Regions from separate parts of the Mus musculus genome. Here region 2 is linked to region 1. A link is a contact called in public Hi-C data. All regions are on one chromosome and are shown on one strand. The core of a region is the stretch at or near the end of the contact, and the rest is flanking DNA. Distances in the headings are between cores, read along the strand shown. Region 1 holds the start of Gprc5c (G protein-coupled receptor, family C, group 5, member C). Region 2 has its middle 21 kb from the start of Cd300lb.

Evidence for each region. A called contact is a pair of places that touch in the nucleus more often than the background predicts.
Region 2: a Hi-C map of bone marrow-derived macrophages shows a contact between it and region 1, with 3 times the contacts expected there. The contact joins the enhancer-like site here to the promoter of Gprc5c in region 1. A contact is called at or near these places in 4 of 39 promoter capture datasets (embryonic stem cells, hematopoietic stem and progenitor cells, neutrophils and 1 more), 3 of 15 datasets of contacts at CTCF or cohesin (CD8 T cells, embryonic stem cells and large pre-B cells), 34 of 484 Hi-C or Micro-C datasets (B cells, CD4 T cells, CD8 T cells and 14 more), 10 of 115 datasets of contacts at active chromatin or transcription factors (the HPC-7 cell line, a beta-TC-6 cell line, bone marrow-derived macrophages and 4 more) and 3 of 9 other capture datasets (adipose tissue, liver and pancreatic islet).

What each region holds. Positions count from the first base shown.
Region 1 is chr11:114,849,815-114,854,823 of GRCm38.p6, forward strand. It overlaps Gprc5c (G protein-coupled receptor, family C, group 5, member C), which reads left to right and starts at 1,718. Exons shown (of 5, transcript NM_001110337.1): 1 at 1,718-2,072.
Region 2 is chr11:114,910,848-114,916,475 of GRCm38.p6, forward strand. No RefSeq gene overlaps it. Among named protein-coding and RNA genes, the nearest start is that of Cd300lb, 21 kb to the right of the region's middle. Within about 2 kb of position 2,189, at least 37 of the 459 cell types and tissues checked have an H3K27ac peak or open chromatin away from gene starts, as enhancers often do. A contact at or near this core is called in the HPC-7 cell line, bone marrow-derived macrophages and erythroblasts, where this site is marked.

The DNA.
Region 1 (5,009 bases), core at 468-2,967:
CCGGTGGGAAGCAGGGGCTAAGAGTGTGGTTTTGTTTGGAGACAGAATCTTATGTAGTCCAGCCTGCCTCTTCTCCCCAAGGGCTAGAGCTACAGGTGTGAGCCAAGCAGGGCAAACCAGTCATATAGTTTTGGAGACTGTAGGGAAAAGAGAAGACAGAAAATTGAGATCCTTTGCAGGGTCTTGACACTCACCCCCCCAGCCCCCCCCCCCCCCAAGCTGGCTTTTCACAGATGCCAAAAAGCCCTCAGCAGAGTTAGGCATTGGTCACCTAGTTAATGAAAACCAGGCAGAGGCCAGGGAGACTTTCACCGTTCACTTAGGTCTAACCAGTCTGTTTGCCTTTCTAGCTAGCGTGGGCACTAACTGCCTGCTCCATTCAAGCCTTGACACCTGAGCCTTAGATCTCTAACCTTGGGTTGGGAGGTGGATTTAGGAATGGGAGCGGGTACCCCCACAGCAGCCACCCACTGAAATAGTTCGAGCTTTGCCACATTCCCCAGACCTGACAGAAACTACAGGGCACAGGAAAGGATTCAGGGTTCTAGAAAGTCTGGGCCCCACAGGCTTCTCCCCCCCACACCCCCCTTAAATAAACATTCCTCCTAGAGTCAGAAAAGAACAGAGCGGTGAGGAGGAACCGGCCGAAGGTTTTATCGCTCCGGCAACTCCGGGTGATTCATTGAGTTTAGACTCCAGGTTGTCATAGATGGAGGTACTCAAACACACAGCCAGTCGGGGAGGTACGGGTCACTAGCTCCCTGACCTCCTCCACCTGGCTATCCCCTCGCCTGTGACCAGCTGCCTCCCCCCTCCCGCCCCCCCGCCCCCCCCCCCTCCTCGCGGGAGCCCAGGATTGAGCAAACACGCCCTGCAGCCTGCCCAGCCACCGGCTGGCTCCGACCGCGCTCCTGGCGATCCCCCAGGCAACTCGGCGTCGCGAGAACCCGCACCCTGAGACCCGACTCCCTGCCCTCCCCCAGAGTCCCCAAGGCCCCTGTCAGGCCCAACAACCTCTCCCTTGCTCTTGCGACTTGTCCCCTACGGGGATACAGCGCAATGCAACCAGACCCACTCAGTGCTCCAAAGACAGCACAACTCACTCCCGCGGGATCCCAGGTCCCCAGAGAAAGTGGCCGGAAAGAAAAAAATCTCTTGTTTACTGGGCCAGATAGGCCTCAGCTGGGATTCGCTTCCCTATTTCTGCGGTTTCTTTTCAGCAGATTCCCGGGGCTGGAGGAGAAAGGGTGGATCCGCCCGGGCAGGGAGTGGGGGTGTGGTTCAGGGGAATCTGAATTCGTGGAAAGGTCTTCAGACTTCGGGAGAGGCTGGACTTAGAGTCAGCAACAACGTGGCCAGGAGCGCACAGACCACAGGGATCCTGTTAAACACTACCTCGGGAACAAAACTGAGAGGCTAATTAGGACAGGTCACCACAGGGAACCGGGACGCGGGGAGGGGAGCCCGCGTTGTAAGAAACTCGGGCGTGGGGTAGTCAGGCCGACAAAGACTCCGGCCAACAGCCCGCAGGGGTTCTGGACTCAGTCCACAGATTTAGGGACGTGCGCCGTGACATTCCCTCGTGATCTTGGAGACTGGGCTCTTCGGGAAGGATCACGCACGAAAGAGGAGGACGCTCCGTGTGCGCTGTGTCCACGTGTGCAAGCTCGCTAGGGGAGGGGGCGCGGAGCCGTGACAAAGACGGACTTTGTGTCCTAGTGTGTTCCTCGCTCCAGCCCGGAGCAGCGAACTGTGCCAGGCATGTGTCTCATGGGAAAGCCAGGACGAAAGTGACAAAGGTTGGGTGTCTGTCACGGGTAGACGCGCCAAGGTGGCCACCGTGAGTCTGTGGGTGCGTGCGATCGCTGGGAGATGCAGCCTAGGGGTGTACTGAGCTGCACCCCGAACCTCTTTCGGGAGAGAAAGGCGAATCCAGAAAGTGAGTACGCGCAAGTGCGCGCGCGCCCGCGTGCGGGGGCGTGGCAGTAAACAGCAACAACCCACTAGTCAGTTTGGCCAGAAACTCCGATCGCCTTTCCCAACCCGAAAGTGCGCGTCGGCCGAGCCTGGAGGTGAGTCGGAGGGGGCAGGGCCGGGCGCGCTTTGTTACTGGGGATTAGGATTGCTCGTACCTGGAGCGCTGCTGGCCCCGGAGGAGCGCCGGGAATGGAGGTGATGTCACGGTGATGCAGCCCGGCCCACCCTGGCCGAGAGAGGGGAGCACTGTGCCTGGGGAGGCGGGCGGGAGAGCGAGCCACTGAGCGCGCTTAGCTCAGTGCTCAGTCGGGGGTCCCTGGGAGGCAGGCCCCCGCACCTTTGCTCAGGCCTGGTCACCCCCCGCCTGAACGGGCTCTGGCCCCGCGCCCTGCTTTGAGTCCCTCCTACGCCCGCCGGCGCCCTGCCTGGGGCCGAAGTTGGCTCTGAGCGCGGCGCCGGAGCGGGCTGGCTGCGCGTCCCAGGTAAGGGCTGCTGCCTCGGCGCTCCGCCCTAGCCATCGGCCCGCAGGAAGGGCTGGGTCCAGCTGGCTGGGAAAGGGAGAGGGCCGAGGCCCCCGGTGAAAACCCAAGGGGTGGGTGACGATGCACCCACTCTACAAGTTCGCAGAAAGTTTCCAAACCCGAGCCAGCTGGGGATTTAATGGCTCGGGGAAGCCAGGTTCTGCGGCCGGGGGTGTTCCGCAAGGGATCTTAGTGTCGGAGAGCTGTTCCTCTATCCACTCTCGTAGTGGGAGGCTACGGTCGACTGTGACTGTAGGTTGGCTTCCTTTCCTTATTTCGCGGCAGTGCGTGGGGAGGGCAGGTTTCTGTGACCAGAGGGATTAGGGACAGAGAGCCTGGTCCTTTGCTCTTTCGGTTCGAACTTTCAGGGGCGTAGAGTGTTGACACAGTCCAGTTGGAATAGGGAGGTGAAGGCTCAGGATCTCTCCGCGGGAAGTTTGGAATTTCAGAGGCCTACGGCGCTTCTCCGTGTAGAGGCCTATGTTCTGGGTCCCACCCCTTATTCACCCCTGGTTTTTCCAGAGCGCTTTCCGTTTCTACTTCGCGCCCACACGTTTGCACTTACAAAGTTCTAAATCATTCCTTAAGATTTCACGATCTTGATTCTGAAGTACAGACACGAGAATATATAGAAGCGTGGCTTTGTGCTCCTGGAGAACCCCATCCCCCCAACAAGGTCTGTTCTGTGGCTGGGAGGGAGTGCTGCTGGCGATGGGGGTGGGGCACATTCCAAGCGGAGAGCAGACCCTTGATTGCTTAGAAGATCTAAGACTCGGCGTGCTGGGGTATTTTGGTCCAGTGAAAGGGAGGACAGTAAACGGGCTGTGGGTCCTCCCGTGCCTTAGCATCTCTCCAGGTCCGTTCTTACCGGGTTCGTAGACCAGCCTACTGCTTAGAGGGCCAGAGGGCTGAGACAATAGGACTGACTTGTCCAGAAAGGAGGAAGTGGTGGATAAGAGGATGGGGGAAGGCTGGACAAGTGTCCACCCAGCTTTCCAGGTCAGCTGCTGAGGGGACGCAGCCAGGGAGGAAGAAGGATGCTCTGTGGTGCCCCTGGCTGAACCGTCCCTACATCCAATGGGGCCCTAGGTGGCCATGGTCTTTGGTTTGAGTCAAACTCTGTAGCCTTGATCCTACTAGATAGCCTTCTTTCCCTTGGTGATGTGGTGAGTGTGTGTGTGTGTGTGTGTGTGTGTGTGTGTGTGTGTGTGTTGGATGCTGATTGGAGATGGAGAGATGAAGGGGTTGTTCTTCTTTCAGAAAGGTAGGAAGGGGAAGGTCTACTTTGCCTAACCTGCAACTGCTTAAAACCGGCCAGGGCTGGTCGTCAGCCCCCCAGCCTTGCCCAGGCTTCTCTGCTCCCTCTGAAGTCAGAGAGAAGGAGGGAGGGGATGTTGGACCTTGATTGCACTGCCCAGAGTCGGGGGCTGGGTCATCTTGACCCTGAGGAGAGGCTGAGTGCTGAGGTGATTAAACATAGTTGTAGGATTGATTCTAGGGAGGTGAAGTTTAAAAGCCTTTTTGTCCAGAAAATAATCTGAAGTAGAGTCTTGGCTGCAGCTGTTAAAACTTCTAGGGCCCTGTCTTACTCCTGGTAGAGATGGATACTATACCCTGTGTTCGAAGAACAGAAGATATTGTGAAGATACAAAGTCTCTTCACAAGCCCTCAAGACTTAGACCTGGTAGGGAGGACATATGATTCAAAAGTTCAGGCTCAAGAGCTTGATATAGGCTCAGTCTAGATGTAGAGTATGTGTTTGTGTGTGTGTGTGTGGGGGGGGGCAGTCCACAGCAGGGAGCCGGGTACACCAAGAGCTATTTAGGCAGAGCTGGTCTCACCTGTCTACCTTTTAGCCACCATTTTAAAAGGTAGCAGGTGGCTTAAGAGCAGCGGCTGGTCTTGCAGAGGACTGGGATTCAATTCTCAGCACTCACGTGGTAGTTGATAACTGTTTATAACTCCAGTACTGGGGATGCTCTTTTCTGTACCACACATACAGACATATAGGCAAAATATTCATACACATAAACAAAAAAAATCAAATGAATCTGGCTGAATCTGTACTCCTGGACTAGAGGACTGGTCTGAGCTCTTCTGTGCTTTCTTCTCTTCAACTGTCTTCTTGTTGTTACTGGTTTTGTTTGAAGACAGGGTCTTACTGTGTGGCTCTGATGGTCCTGGAACACACTATGTAGACAGGGCTGGCCTCAGACTCAAGAGATCTGCCTGTCTCTGCTTCCTAGGTTTAAAGTCACTATGCCTGGCTCTCTCCCACTGTCTTGCTCACCTCAGGGACCTCTGTCCCACAAGGGGGAGAGAGAGTCCAGCCCAGCGTCCCAATTTCCCGTCTTGACTGTTTCCACCCCCCCCCCCCACACACACACACTCTCTGTTTGCGGTGGAAGCAGGCAAATGAGGCATTTTAGGGCAGGGACGGTACGTCCCAGGGCAGCCCAGTTTTCCACGCTGGTGGTTTGGTGGCAGAGGTGAGATGTGAGGGACAGGTCA
Region 2 (5,628 bases), core at 939-3,438, 62 kb after region 1:
GGGCCTAGGCCTCCCCACACATATGTAGCATATATGCACTTTGGTCTTCATGTAGGCCCCAAACAACTGGAGCCGGGGCAGGGGGGCCCTAACCCAAAAGCTTTTGCCTGTATGTGAGATATGTTCTTCTAGCTGGGCTGCCTTGTCTGGTTTCAGTGGGAGAGGATGCCAGGGTGGGGAGATACCTGGGGGCCCCACCCACTCAGAGGAGAAGGAGATGGTGATGGGTAGAAGGATTGTGGGAGGGGGTGACGGAGAGGAGGCAATGAGCTGGATGTAAAGTGAACAAGTGAAAAATAAAGAAATAAAAGACACTATGACCAGCGACTGCAACTACGAGCTCTGAGCTTGAGTAGAACGGCTGCTGGTCAATGGGCCCAGCTAGAGATGGAGTCCCATGGGCAGTGGTGTCATAGGCAGCCCCTGAACAAGGTGGGCCCCAGGGAGGACTTGGCTCAGCCATGAGAAGACAAGCCCTCAGAGAGAAGTCGAGTGTCCTCAAGGCCTGTGAATTGAAGGTTCGGCTGTCAGCTTGTAGATGTCCTCCTTTCAATGCCATCACAGTGTCAATTAAATTCATCCCTGAGTCCCTCTGTGGTGGCTCACACCTGTGATCCCAGACAGAAGAACCTCAGAGGGTCTGAGGTTATCCTGGGCTACATAGTGAGGTGTAGGCTACAGAGTGAGTCTGTGTCTCTGAAAACAAACTAAACAATAAAAACAGTTTTAAAGTGAGTTTGAGAGAGGACCTTCAAAATATGGAAAGATTCAATGCTATGTCACTCAACAGTGAGGACAGGCTCTGAGAAATGAGTTTGTGGACAGGACTTGGAGCATGCTAGGCAAACACTCTCACAACAGAGGCCTGTCTCCAACACCCCCACCCCCCACACTATAGTTTTATATTCCTGGCAAAGCTGTAGGTGTGTTTATTTATACCACACTATACACCCGCAAGTAATGGTTTCAGCGACAATGTTAGGCAGCTCCGGCGTCACGAGGGAATAATTGTCATCTCATGACATTCTTTGAGATCCAACATCACATATGTGGTCTGTCGTTGACTAGATGTGGTTCTGTGGCTTGTGACTCTACCCGGCCATTTTGCACATATTCACGTAGATGTGGTCCTCATGTTCCTGCTCCCTCGGCCACGTGGATGCTGGGCTTCCCATTCTGAGCCCCCCTTTCCCACCCCTCAGTGTTTCAGGCCACAACTACCTCAGAGATCATTCTACATTCTCATGTAAGAATGGCAGCACCATACCATAATAATCCACTGCATGACTATGCTGGGTAAGTGTTCTACCACTGAGCTACACGCCCACCCCTTTAAATTCTTAGCTAAATTCAGGACTCCCTGAAACAGGCTCAGTGGTGGGTAAGACTACAGGAAGAGCAGTTGCAAAGCCCCCTCTCCTTAAAAAAATTAATTAATATTAATTAATTATGCTCACCGACAGAATCTGATGGAATGTATGTTAAGTTAGTCCTAATCCATCTGTCCAAAATTATTGCAAAGACCTAAAGTTTTAAACCATAACCTCAAGGCAGGATGGCAAGTTCAAGGTCAGACTAGAGTATATTAACAGACCTGTCCAAGGGGAGGGAGGGAGGGAGGGAGGGAGGGAGGGAGGGAGGGAGGGAGGAAGGAAGGAAGGAAGGAAGGAAGGAAGGAAGGAAGGAAGGAAGGGAGAAGGAAATGGTCTGAGGAACACACTGCCTTTTTGGCTGACTTTGCACTCACTGAGTGTGATGGTTTATATATGCTCAGCCCCTGCAGTGGCACTATTAGAAGGTGTGGCCTTGTTGGAGCAGGTGTGTCACTGTGGGCATGAGCTTTAAGACCCTCCTCCTAGCTGCCCGGAAGCCAGCCTTCTGCTAGCAGCCTTCAGATGAAGATGGAGAACTCTCAGCTCCTCCTGCACCATGCCTGCCTGGATGCTGCCGTGGTCATGCCTTGATGATAATGGACTGAACCTCTGAACCTGTAAGCCAGCCCCAATTAAATGTTGTCCTTATAAGACTTGCCTTGGTCATGGTCTGTTCACAGCAGTAAAACCCTAACTAAGACACCGGGCTGCCCCAGTGGTTTTGGGAGCTGATTCCACCTTGGAGCATAACTGAGGGATTGGACAGCCAATGTCTCCACCCTGTGGCCACTGCTAGAATCGCACATGTCTTGCTCTAGCTGTCCAGCCGGGACAGAGAATTTTGCATTTTCTGTGTCTTGCGACTGTGAAGGGGAAGAGCTTGAATTAAGAGGAAGGACAACAACCCTTGCCTGGCACTCCACTCCCCTGCCCTCCCCTTGATGTGGAAAGAGAACCCGAAACTTCCTGATCGCGCGTTTCCTGTGCTGTGCTCTGTTATCTCATCCTGATTCTTGACGTTTTCCATTGATTGCAGCCTGCCCAAGGGAAGGTCAGTCACTGTCCCTGTGGTGGGTATAGAAAAATGGGGGACAGAGTGATAGACAGTGAGGCAAGAAGATGCACAGATATTTTATTTTATTTTATCTTATTTTATTTTAATATCTCATGTACCCCAGGCTGGCCTCAAACTTTCCAGGTAGCAAAGGATGGCTTTGAACTCCTCATCCTCCTGCCTCCACCTTTCAAGTGCTGGGATTACAGGTGTGTGCCATCATACCCAGTTTTAACTGGTGCTGGGGATAGAAGCTAGGGCTTCCTACGGACTAAGGAAGAACTCTATTATTTAAGGCTATCTAAGTATTAGGCCTGGAACACAATGCCCAGAGGCCCCACATTGGTCCTTGTCACACGCAATGCCCAGTGTCCCAGCCATTGGTCCTTGTTGTCACCCAGACTCTCTTCCAGACCTGGACTCACTCACGTGCAGTTTCCTTGCTGCCTGCCCAAGCTTCCTTTGGATTAGACCCTACAAATATGGACCACGCAGCTCAGCAGAGCCCACAATGTACTTCTGAAACCCAAGAAACTGTCAAACCCAGAGTTCTCGACTGCCTGGGCAGAAAAGTGAGGAATGGGAATGGCAGAATCCATGGACACAGTTTAGTGGGGGCACCAAGAAGGATCATTGACCCCCCCAAACATCCTATTTATATAAATGACTTCCCTTCCTCTTTCCTTCCATCCATCTCTTCCTTCTTCCCACCAATACATAGGTCTTAGTTTTAAATGGAGACAGAGTCTCAAAGGGACCTGGAGATCAGCTATGCTCAGATGTCAACACTGTATGAAGAAATACCTTCAACTGCAAGGATAAAGCCAGCCAGGTGCTGGGTGTGGTGGCACATGCTTGTAATCTCAGGACTTGGGATCAGGAGTTCAAACTTATTCTTGGCTACACGTTGAGCTGAGGAGCCAGTGAGCAGGGGGGACAGGCCTCCTGCTGAGGTAGAGGTGAGCAGGCACCATGGTGGCTTCCTGAAAGTAACTCTCAAATGGTGAACAGAGTCTCATAAATAGAAGAGACCAGTGACCGAAGAAAAGATGTGATGTTTGTATGTCCACGGAGGAGGAGTGTGCATGACCCTCAGAAGTCAGAAAGTGGGGAGTGCTGAGAACAACTGGGGAGGCGTGAACCTGCTTGGATTTTTGTTTGTAAATAATTTTGAAGGCGCTGGGAATGTATTTTTAATGTTGGGAACGATTGAGGAATAATCATTGTAGAAAAAAAATGGAGAAGAGGCTAGAGACACAGCCAGTTACTAAGAGCATCCACATGGAGACTCACAACCGCCTGTAACTCCAGTCCCAGGGGAGCTGACACCCTCTTCTGCCCTCTGTGGGTGCTGCACAGTGTGGCGACAGACATTCACGCAGGCAAACAGTCAGACACATAAAATAAAGTAAAAGAAATAAGCTTCAGTGCCTGGAAATAATTAAAGAAAAGCTGAGCCACGCCGCACTCTGAGAGACCTAGAACACCATTCTTACATCTTTGAAACTTTCTCTCTATGCTGCTGACTTAATTATAGTTAGCTATAATTAGCAAAGACTCACCCCTGTGAATCTGCCCTCCTAACACTTTGGAAGTTGAGACAGGAGGATTGCTGCAAGTTTGAGGCCAGCCAGGACTAAAGAGTGAAGCCCTATCTCAATGAACAAACAAACAAACAAACAATAAACAAACATCTTAGTTAACGTGCCTTTTCTCCCATTCTCTATCATGCCCATCTTTCCCCATCCCTCCTTCCTGTATTTAGCTTGTGTTTATCAACTATCTGCAAGACCCCGGCTGGTGCCATAGCCCTGGGGATGGGGAAGTGAGGACATAAACAAGTTTTCTGCTCCCGGGCTTCTCCTTCTTCCTCCCACTGCTTGTCCCCAACAACGAACTTCTGGTGGTGGCTGCCACAAAGAAGAGTGCTCACGTGCTTCTGTAGAAATGAACTATAAAAAGCCTGGAGGGTGCGAGTTGACTCAGGGGTAAAAGTGCTTGCCTCTGTTTTGAGTTTAACCCCCAGAAGCCATGTTAAAAAGCTGGACGCAGTGGTGCAAGCCTGTAATGTTAACACTGCTACTGTGAGGTGGGAGGTATAGACAGGAGGATGTCCTAGAAGCAGAAGCAGTGGATAGAAATACATCTTGGTTTCATGATAGGAAGAATGCACATGGCTGTCTGTGTATGTTCCACCAAGCATGCTATTCTCCTGGATTCCAGTCACAGCTTCCTACTGTCTCTGGTTAGCCTGCCCCCTCTTTATGGTCAGGAAAGTGTCCTTCCATAAGGTCTTCAAGGCGAAGGTTTCGTATATTTTTTAGGTGGGTGGGGAACACTTTGTGTGGGACCCTCTCTCCCCATAGTTGCTCTGTGGGGTCAACTATGAAACGGTATTCACTGCTCTTAGGTGTCCTGTGGTGTCTCTGTGTGTCAGAGTCGGAAGAAGGGCAGTGTTGACTTTCTGTTATCCTGGCAAGTCTATATGTTGGGAAATTTCCAGCACTAGTTATTGTAGGAAGCAGACAATGGCTCTCGACACAGGCACATCACTAAATGAGTCCTAGAAAGACACATCAGAGTGTCCTCTCTCCTACATAATTGAATCTATGACATGTGGCATCTTGCTGCATCTCTGATAACCCAGGTAAGTGGCCCAGTGACTGATGGATAAGATTAATGTCCAAAGGGCTGGAGAGATGGCTCAGTGGTTAAGAGCACTGGCTGCTCTTTCGGAGGACCTGGGTTAATTCCCAGAACTCACATGGTGGTTCACGGCTATCTGTAACTCCAGGTTCAGGGGTCTGATACCCTATTCTGACCTACGTGGACCCCAGGCACATACATGGTACACATACATACATGCAGGCAAAATATCCATATACACAAAATAAAGACATAAAGTTAAAAAGAGTAATATCCAAGGTGGAGGTCCAGCCAAACAGCTTTGTCAAGGGGTCACACTGGGTGCCACAGCTGTACACAGGGACCTTTTGACAGGGACTTTAAGCTGTGACTGGTGGGATTTCTGTCACTTCCTTCTAACCCTATGCCAGCAGCACTCTATCTTCCTTTGGCTGATGCCACCTGAGGATACCCTGAGATTAAGATGTATCCTCCCCAGAGTCAGAGAGGGGACCCGAGTTAACACTGGAGAAATGCCTGTTCCCTGATGAATAGTTTTAAGGGATAAATTGGCAG